2 separate regions of the Zea mays genome follow, and region 1 is linked to region 2. The links are chromatin contacts, called in public Hi-C maps. All regions are on one chromosome and are shown on one strand. The core of a region is the stretch at or near the end of the contact, and the rest is flanking DNA. Distances in the headings are between cores, read along the strand shown.

Region 1 (4,517 bases), core at 1,318-3,817, 900 kb before region 2:
CATCACTAGTCAAGTCCCACCGAAAAGATCGCCGGCAACGCATATATATTGTGCATCCATATTAACTTGTGCAGCCATGCATCTAGACGTTCAGAGCCATCCGATCTTCGATATGTGCGAATTAGATAGCTATGAACGTCTGGATGCACGGTTAATTAGGATATATTTTTGCCGCCACAGGACCGTCTGCTAGCTTTCTCAGCTCACAGCATCGATAGCCGCAATATCCTTGTCGTCAGCGTTGTTCTCATGGTCGTTGTTCTTGACGAAGCGGGCAAGTCGCGCAAGGGTACCGACAGATTCCGTGATCTGCTTCGCCTTGGTCACCAGGTCCGAGAGCAGAGACGCGACAACAGCGACGTGCATCGCCTGCGCCAGGTCCGCGTCCTCTAGCTCGTCCCTGAGGTCCTTGGCCGCTTTGGCTGCCGCGGACATGTGAGCGTTGGCCGGGGACGGCGGCACGGCCATCGTCCGCATCGCCGCCGAGAGCTCGCGGAGCGCCTTGGCCGAGTGCAGGCTCATCTGGCGGCACGCTGTTCGAACCTCCGAGCGTAGCTCGGGCCGCGCTTCAGGGTACTGTGAATAATGGGCAGGGAGAAAGAAAGCCTGCAGGTGATGAGCATGCACCGCGCGTGTTTCTACTGTGTGTGTAATGCATTGGTCACGAGATGGATGGACCTGCAGCAGCAGTTACGTACCTCGGTTCTTGTGAGGGTGATGACGTAGGAAGCGAGAGCCTCCATTGAGGAAGCGCACTGGCGAGAGAGAGCGCCGAGCTTCTGGTACTGGCTCCATGGGTGCCGGAACTTGAACTTGCCATGGCAGGGCTCCCACTTGGCAAAATTGCACTGCGGTTTCGGGAACACATACCATTAATTATTGGATCGTATTGTTGTAGTATAACTTTTTGTACATAATTCATTTGGCGCTAGCTCTGCATAAATTTGCACACATATGTGCATGGTTTGCAAATTAAAGTGAGGTGAGCTTATTAATTACCAAAGAGTCTTCGGTGGCCTTGGAATTGAGGACGCTCTTGTACACTTGGAGGAAGGGTTTTGCTTCCAAATTCTCGAACGTGGCGTTCTCTCTGAAGCATTCAGACTCGAGTCCTGCGCACGTACGTAAACATGTAAGGAGAGCTTTTAGTCCCAAATTAAACTCTAGTATATACGTATGAAACTTGTTCGATCGAGTGCATGGTAGCTAGGTACCTTCAAAGAACTCGGCCAGCTTGTTGAGGTTTCCGATGGCGAGCCTGTGGAGGTCCTCCCCGGCCCAGACCGGGAAGACGAAGACGGTGGTGCAGAGGCATGTGCCGACGCCGACGACGATGGTGGAGAAGCGCTGGTGGGCGAGGCGGATGAGCTCGTCGACGCGGTAGCTGGACACGGCCACCAGGCTGAAGGTGAGGATGAAGATGGTCACGCCGTAGTCGTACCGCGCCTTCACCTCCGGGATGAACCGCGAGAACGTCGCCGCCGACGCTGCAATAATACATAGTGCATGGTGACGACTGACGACGACTGTCGACGACTCGTGTGTCAAGAAAGCAACGGCGGCCACCGTACGTACGTACGTGCACGGCTGGCCAACCGCTCTTGCTTAGCTTCGCGCATGGCGAACATGCGTACGTGCGTGGTAAAAATGGTCTACAGGCACGGGAGGGTAATAAACGTGCATGGCCGACGCAAATTAATAAATTAATCGTGTACGTACAGAGCAAGAAGACGAAGACGGCGAGCAGCACGGGCTCGGCCTTGTCGCCGCACAGGTAGGCCACCTTGTGAGCCCCGACGGCGATGAAGCCGGCGGCCAGCGTCCCGCACGCTCTGTTCAGGCCTTTGCTCAGCGTGCCACCTGCCACACACATACATGACATGAACACACCCCGCGCGCACCAAGAACTCGTCACCATATATTTATTGTTTCTACAGTTCTACTGTGTGAAACTGTGAATAATGGCTGCTTGTAACGCAACACAGCTACTATATACGTGTGCGTATATACGTACACAGCATGTATATATACACTAATATATCTACAACGACCTGCTCACGATCGATCGGCTAGTTAGCTGCTTGTGTGTATATACGTGCGACGGAACGATCCGTACCACGACGTACGTACGTACGTACCGACGGTGTACTCCATGACGACGACGACGGTGAGCACGGCCCACATGGTGGACACCCCCCAGTTGTTGAAGAGCGGCCTGACGTAGTAGAGCACGGACACGAGCGTGAGCGCCAGGCCGACCTTGATGGAGTGCGCCACCCGCCGGGGGTCGTCCCTCGCGATCCTGCCCAGCTTGCGGGCGAACCCGACGACCTTGCCCCAGAGCATGCCCGCCGCCGAGCACAGCAGCTCCCAGCACCTCGCCCGCCGGAACGACCCGCCGCCGCCGCTTCCATTGACGACACCGCTCTCCATCTCATCAATCTCCATGACGGACGCTCGATCGGGGAACGGCGGTAGAGCCAGCTAGCTAGCTCTAGCCTGGTGAATTAATGACGACGACAGTGGGGCGGTAGGCAGGCTCTACTAGATGTGGTGCCGCGCGTGCGTGGTGCATGTCTCCATTGAGGCGCGGGCACGGAGGGCTTATATAAGCGGAGCTGCGGAGGGGAGGAGGAGATCAACCGGCCGGCAGCGGCTTCGGGATAACGGGGCACCGCAACACGGCAGCCAAAAGCGTGTGCGTGTGCCGTGGCCGCCGGCCTTTTTGTGCGGAATCTTGGCTCGCGACGACGTCGATCGGTCGGTGCGAGAGCCTAGAGCTCTCTTTCGTGTCGCAGTTCCGCTTGCTGCTGCTGCCTTGCTTGTTTCTCGCCACCACGCCGCGTGGGTGGTTGCTCTTGCCCTGTTCATGTGCCCAACTGCGCAAACTCGAAGGCAGCCATGCCTAGGCATGCACGCATGCCGGGTCGTTTGAGCTGGCTGCGACCTGTCTTCTGATTCAGGTCTGTGGCGTCTCCTGTCGACGAGGACGATTGTCCTTGTCCTTGTGCAGTGGCAGGGCATGCAAGGCCGCAACACGTACGTACGGTGAGATTGTGCATATGCATGCAGGCGAAGAACAACACAGATCGATCTCTTTTGACCTGTGTACACATGTCTGCAGCTGCTGGTCGGTCGGACGAGGTAGAACGCATCTTGGTCTTGTTGCCTTTCAGCGGCCGCCGCACAAACGCACGGCATGACTGCACCTATATACGATCGATGACTCATCTATGATCTGTACGGAGTAGTGGTACGACGTCTCTGAAACAGATCCCCACCCTCTGACTTCTCAATATATATAGATTATAAATGCGATGAGCGGCGCCCAAAGGATTTCTTTGATTTTAAAAAACACCTCCTTTAGCACCTGTGGCACTGGCATGTACTAGAAGCCATTCTGCGCACCATTTTTTATTAAAAAGAACCACGCCGAAAGGAAAAAGGTGAGGTCATGGTTTTTGCTGTACGCATGCATGCCGCCCCCCTGCTACTACGCAACTAGGCTACGGCTAGCAATCGAGACGCCACATGACTTATCAATCTACCTCTTTTTGCTTGATTTTAGGTACACCTCAAATGTAGCTTATCACATTGATATACTATAATCCTATTAAAGGCTGGTTTAGAAATTTACTATAATCCTATTAAAGGCTGGTTTAGAAATTTAGGGTGTGTTTGGTTGCATGCATAAGGAGTGATAAAACGGGACGGCTGCAGTTTATATAATGTTTGGATGAGAGTCACGCAGGGTCGAGGTAAACACCGAACAATTTTTTTGTGACAGCGTGCTTTTAAAAAATCGAGGGGACGATGTCGCCTCCCGTCTCATCCTACTTTGATATCAAACCAAATATATTATTAATTCCTCTTTAAGATTTCCGATAACTTCCTAGAGAGGATTTAAGTTTCTAAACTAGCCCTAAAAAACAATCTCGTTAAAACATTAGTTCAAGCATGCACTTCTATTCTGCCGGGACGCCAAATTTATGAGCCTTGTTCAATGCATTTGCACTAGGGATATATGGATCCCGATGTTAAAAAAGACTCCCAAAGATCCCATATGAATATTCGTTTTAATGTCACACTATATTCGGATTTGCTTCCTATGACTTTTTCCTATCCGATTCTAAATTTATATTAAAAATGCAAAACACTCCTGCATCATCTATATCCTTGAGCAGTGGCGGAGCCAGGATCTCTCTAAGAGTAGGGCCAACAGATATAACACTAAAAAGATTTGTATCAGCTAAAAAAAATTAAACCGTGCAAATGCATAACTAATGGCACATATAAACAACATTTGAACATAATAATTACAATTTAAGGTAAAATTGACTTAAACAAGTAGTTAACTAATTCAGAAAATGTTATATCTTCGACTTAATGATCAATCATCAATTGTTTGGGTTGCTTTTTTATATATTTTACGTGTCCTGATGTGCAAATAAGCAATTAAACAATACTGAGTAGGAACTCACTCAACTCAGGATGGGAAAATAGAGGTTCATTGGCTC
Region 2 (4,647 bases), core at 1,628-4,127:
ATCGTTGTGAATCATCTAGACCCCTTAGTGGTGTTTTGGTAATTAATGACAACTACTTGTGGACTAATAGTTCTTGGAGAAATAAGAATGCAGGATTGGACCACAGGAAATAGAAAATCATGGTGACTTATATCCGTTGGTTGTGGATCAAGTGAAAGGCAAAAGTATAACACATGTTTTGTTTTTGCCGGTCATCAGGAGTTTAGAGAAGTAATTGACCAGATTAGTAGGCTAGATAGCCGTACTATTAAGAGGGGTCAATGAACTTGATCGGTGTAAAACTTAGTGCCTTATAGAGTATAACATGGTGCATTTGCATGAGGACTAACAACACTTTGATTTTCAAAAGTCAAAGTCTTTTGTTAATGCGGAAACTAGAATTACTTAACTCTAGGGTCGGCGGACCGTCTGGGCCAGGAGGCCGAACCGTCAGCGACTGTGCCAAAAGTGTCTGCTGGCGCACCTGTCTCTATGTTCCTGCGCGAACCGTCCGACCAAGGTCGATGGACCGTCCGCATGAGCCAAAATGAGTTTGGGCAGGGACGATGTGTTTTGAGTCATTGTACTACAGACTGTCCAGGTTTTTACCTGAACCGTATGTGGTCCTTCGGTGAACCGTCCGACCATGGTTGGCGGACAGTCCGCCCGTGTTGTTCAAATTGGTTAGTGCTCTGCATTTCATATTGATAGGTCCCAGATTGGCCAGGCTTGACTTTTTCTGACAGCGCTGACACGTTTCAAACGATCATTATAGTCGTTACTAGTACGACGGATCATTCGGCCATGGGGCACGGACTATTCGCGTGTGCGCAGAACATGTGCTAGTTGCACATAACAACTAGATTTGTGTTAGGGCTATAAATATAAGTGGAGCTCGTGTGTGAGGGTTCTCTTGGCTATTCCTAGCACAAATTGAGCTCATTTGTGATCCTCTAACTCATACTCTCACACTCGTTGCTTGAGATTGCATTCTAGTGAGTGTTTGAGAGCTTCTAGTGCATTTGCATCCATTGTGATATTTTGAGGCACTAGGTGGTACACTGGGCAAGCGTCATCGACTTGTTACTCTTGGAGGTTGTCGCCTCCAAGATGGCTCGGGTGTTGTCTCTGTCGAGCTCTCCGTGAAGATTGTGGAGGATCCACGGTGTTGATTGTGAGGGGTTCGCACCCACCTTGCCAGAGCGGCAAAGACGACACTAGTGGAGTTGAGGTATCGAGTGAGTTCTTGTCCATTTGGCTCAAAGATCAAGTCATGTCTTGATAGATGAGCAAGGGAGAGCTTGAATTCCACCTCAACGTGGATTAGGGGTGATCAGCAAATCACCGATACCACGAGATAAATTTCGGTGTCATTCTCTCACTCTTTACTCATTACTTGCAAGTAGTTAGTAATTTGTGTATTGTCTATCATTTGTAGTATTGACATAAATTGTTCATCATATTTTGTTAGCCTATCAAAGCTAGGAAATTTATATCTCTTGCCGTTTTGATTAAATTTCTCTATTGTCTTTGTTTTTAGCTAAACCATCTATTCACCCCACCTCTAGCCGGTGTCCTAGATCCTACAGTCGTGGGCTTCACAAACATTCGAAGAACTATATTGACCGACAATCTAGTCCTTGGAATTAGTGCTGGGAATTGGACCGGTCTGGGCCGGCCCAAGCCCATCATGTTTTGTGCCAAACGGGTTCGGGTCAGGAAAGCCCAGAAAACTTTTTGATTGTACTGTGCCAACTCGAAGTGTAAAAACAGTGGCGTGGCCTGACCCTAAACCACGTCGTGCCTTTGTTGGGTCGTGCCGGCCCAAGCCCGACCCATATATTTGTCCACATAAAATAAAAAAATTATTGTTGATAACTATGTTACTACGGATTGCCAGATCCACTCCTTTCCTTCCGTCAGCAGATTAGGCGCAAAGAAGCTGTAGATCTCGTTTCCCTTCCTAGAAGCATCACAGAGGAAACACGCAAGACAGAAGGTATAGGTTTGGACCTGTGACCTCTTTCTATATCTCTTCTGAGGAGGTGTACACGTTCTTTTTATAGACAAGTGAGAACCATAAGGGGTAAATTCGGTATTTGCCCACATAACTCTACTAGGGTTTCTTAACAATCACAACCCCATAAAGTCCATAGCATACTAAATTAAAGATATTAAACAATCTTAGCATTATTCGACCATATAAACTCTAAATATCACGACAATATAAAGTCGGTACCTTACTAAATTAAAGAAATTAAACAACTTGTGCTTTATTGGGCCGTGCCGGTCCAGGCCCAAGCCAAGCCCATCCTTGTGGACTGTGCTAAGGCTCGGCGGACCGGAATTTAAGGCTCAGCCTAGACCTGACTTTGTACATGCTAGATTGACCCATATTATTTCTTGCCGGTCGTACTTTATGCTCATACTTTTGGGTGGTGCTGGCCCAAAAGGCCTGGCACTTATTCCCGGCACTACTTGGGATTAGTGGTTGGTCTCACCGTCAACACCAACAGTCCAACACAATAGAGTACGGTCACCACTCACATGTGTTCCGATTGGGCCACTTTTGCAGCCTGCAAAACCTTCTCAGCGACTCAGCGAGCACGGCACACCGCCCGCCCATCCTGTCGTTGGGCCGCACCGGCCGGTTTCTACAGCGTTGGTGGAGCTCAAGCGCGCTGGCGTCGCACGAAAGTGAAAACGCCCACATGCTGCCAGTGATCCTGGCCAAAGCCGCCTCAGCCAATGGCCTCGCACTATCATCCAAGACGTGGATCACCACCACTAGCAGCGCCATCCGCACCGTCCATATCCATCCAACGGACAGCGTCCCTTCCCCACCGGCGCCTCCCAAAATTTTTGGCATCCCGCGCTTCCACCACCATCCGTGAGTCACGATCAGTACAAATATCCCACCTGGAATGCCCGATCCAGACACGCGAATCCTCCAATCTGCCCTTGCCGCCGCCGCCGACGGATCCAGGTCTGTAGACTGCTCACTCCTCTACGCTCCGCTCCGAATGGCCCGCACGAAGCAGACGGCGCGCAAGTCGACCGGCGGCAAGGCGCCGCGGAAGCAGCTGGCCACCAAGGCGGCGCGCAAGTCGGCCCCGGCCACGGGCGGCGTGAAGAAGCCGCACCGCTTCCGCCCCGGCACCGTCGCGCTCCGCGAGATCCGCAAGTACCAGAAGAGCACTGAGCTGCTCATCCGCAAGCTCCCCTTCCAGCGCCTGGTCCGCGAGATCGCGCAGGACTTCAAGACGGACCTGCGGTTCCAGTCGTCGGCGGTGGCGGCGCTGCAGGAGGCCGCGGAGGCGTACCTGGTGGGGCTCTTCGAGGACACCAACCTCTGCGCCATCCACGCCAAGAGGGTCACCATCATGCCCAAGGACATCCAGCTCGCCCGCCGCATCAGGGGCGAGAGGGCTTGAGCTGTCGCGCTGCTGTTCGTCGTTGTAATATTTGAAGATGGCGGGTTCGTTTCATGTCGTGCTTATCGTGGATGTGTTGCCCTCACTGAATGGAATGCGACTGCCCTTGTCCGAAATTAATGAATGCCCTTGTTCCTTCAAAGATTTTGGTGACTTGTTTAATGGGCACAGTGTAGTCGGAGGTCGCAGGCATACCATTATGTGACTTGTTTACATGGTTCAATGGCGTGTTGATTGCTTGCAATGGTCTCAGGCATACCATTATGTGAATGCTGAAGATGAAATCTGTGTGCACTATTGATTAATCTGTGTGTTACTTCTACAAAAGCTAGCGTATTGAACTGCAGTTCTGGGTATTTTTTTGCTCCAGTTAGAACAAAAAACGTATACACCTGTGGGCATTTAAAATTAAAGATGTTCTACTAATCAAGGTGCCAACAGTGGATAGCACAATTCAGCGCACTTTAGCTCTTCTGGTAATAGAATATGTGCCATTTTTACATCTAAGTCATTTTTTCTCTACCCCTCTCTCCACTTCATTCTACAAATAGCGCACGGCACCAAGGCCACCAGTCTCAGGATCAGGTAATTCCAGATGAGGCAAACAATTGCAAGGTATGGAAAAAATCCAGCTACTGTTGAATGAAGTGGAGAGAGGGGCAAGAGGATAAAAAGAAGCAAGAGAAGTGTGAAAATATTGGAAAACAATTGCATGAGTAGAATATACAAACAATTGTTTAGCGAACTAACCTATGATCATTCATTTTTATCGTCATTTCAACTAGGTTGCAGGAGTACCTTTGGAACAAGCATAAGACGTAACAAAGATAACTTCGAAGGTTGAGCGCTTTGAAGATAAAATACCTGTGGCTCGTCAACTCGCTTGTCTCGTGGCTCGACTCAGGCTTATCTCGTTTTAATTTTATCACGAACTGAGCTAGCATCTTAGCTCGATTTGTTAACGAGCTAGCTCGTTAGCTTGAACAAGCTAGCATTTATCAGCAAAACAAAACATCCACTTGTGTTAGATGAGTGATGAACTATGTTGATCTGGCGTTGAATTGATGTGGCATGTAAAATTGTGAGTATTATTACTCTTTTGTAGTGTTAAATTAGTGTAGAATTAACTAGCAATTGATTATATTGTTGTATATGTATATGCACAGCTCATTACTTTAACGAGCCAGCTTGAGCTCGATCAAGCCAAGCCAAACTGGCTTGATTACCCTAGCTT

The links. A called contact is a pair of places that touch in the nucleus more often than the background predicts.
Region 1: a Hi-C map of bundle sheath shows a contact between it and region 2, with 2.9 times the contacts expected there. The contact joins the promoter of LOC100037822 here to the promoter of LOC103646471 in region 2. A contact is called at or near these places in 2 of 25 Hi-C or Micro-C datasets (bundle sheath and ear).

Annotation. Positions count from the first base shown.
Region 1 is chr2:57,358,436-57,362,952 of Zm-B73-REFERENCE-NAM-5.0, reverse strand. LOC100037822 (aluminum-induced transporter) reads right to left here and starts at 2,567. Exons shown (of 6, transcript NM_001112522.2): 1 at 2,139-2,567; 2 at 1,720-1,860; 3 at 1,215-1,487; 4 at 1,000-1,112; 5 at 699-848; 6 at 1-576. The coding sequence starts at 2,448. The coding sequence ends at 199.
Region 2 is chr2:56,454,084-56,458,730 of Zm-B73-REFERENCE-NAM-5.0, reverse strand. LOC103646471 (histone H3.2) reads left to right here and starts at 2,877. Exons shown (of 1, transcript XM_008671203.3): 1 at 2,877-3,683. The coding sequence starts at 2,904. The coding sequence ends at 3,413.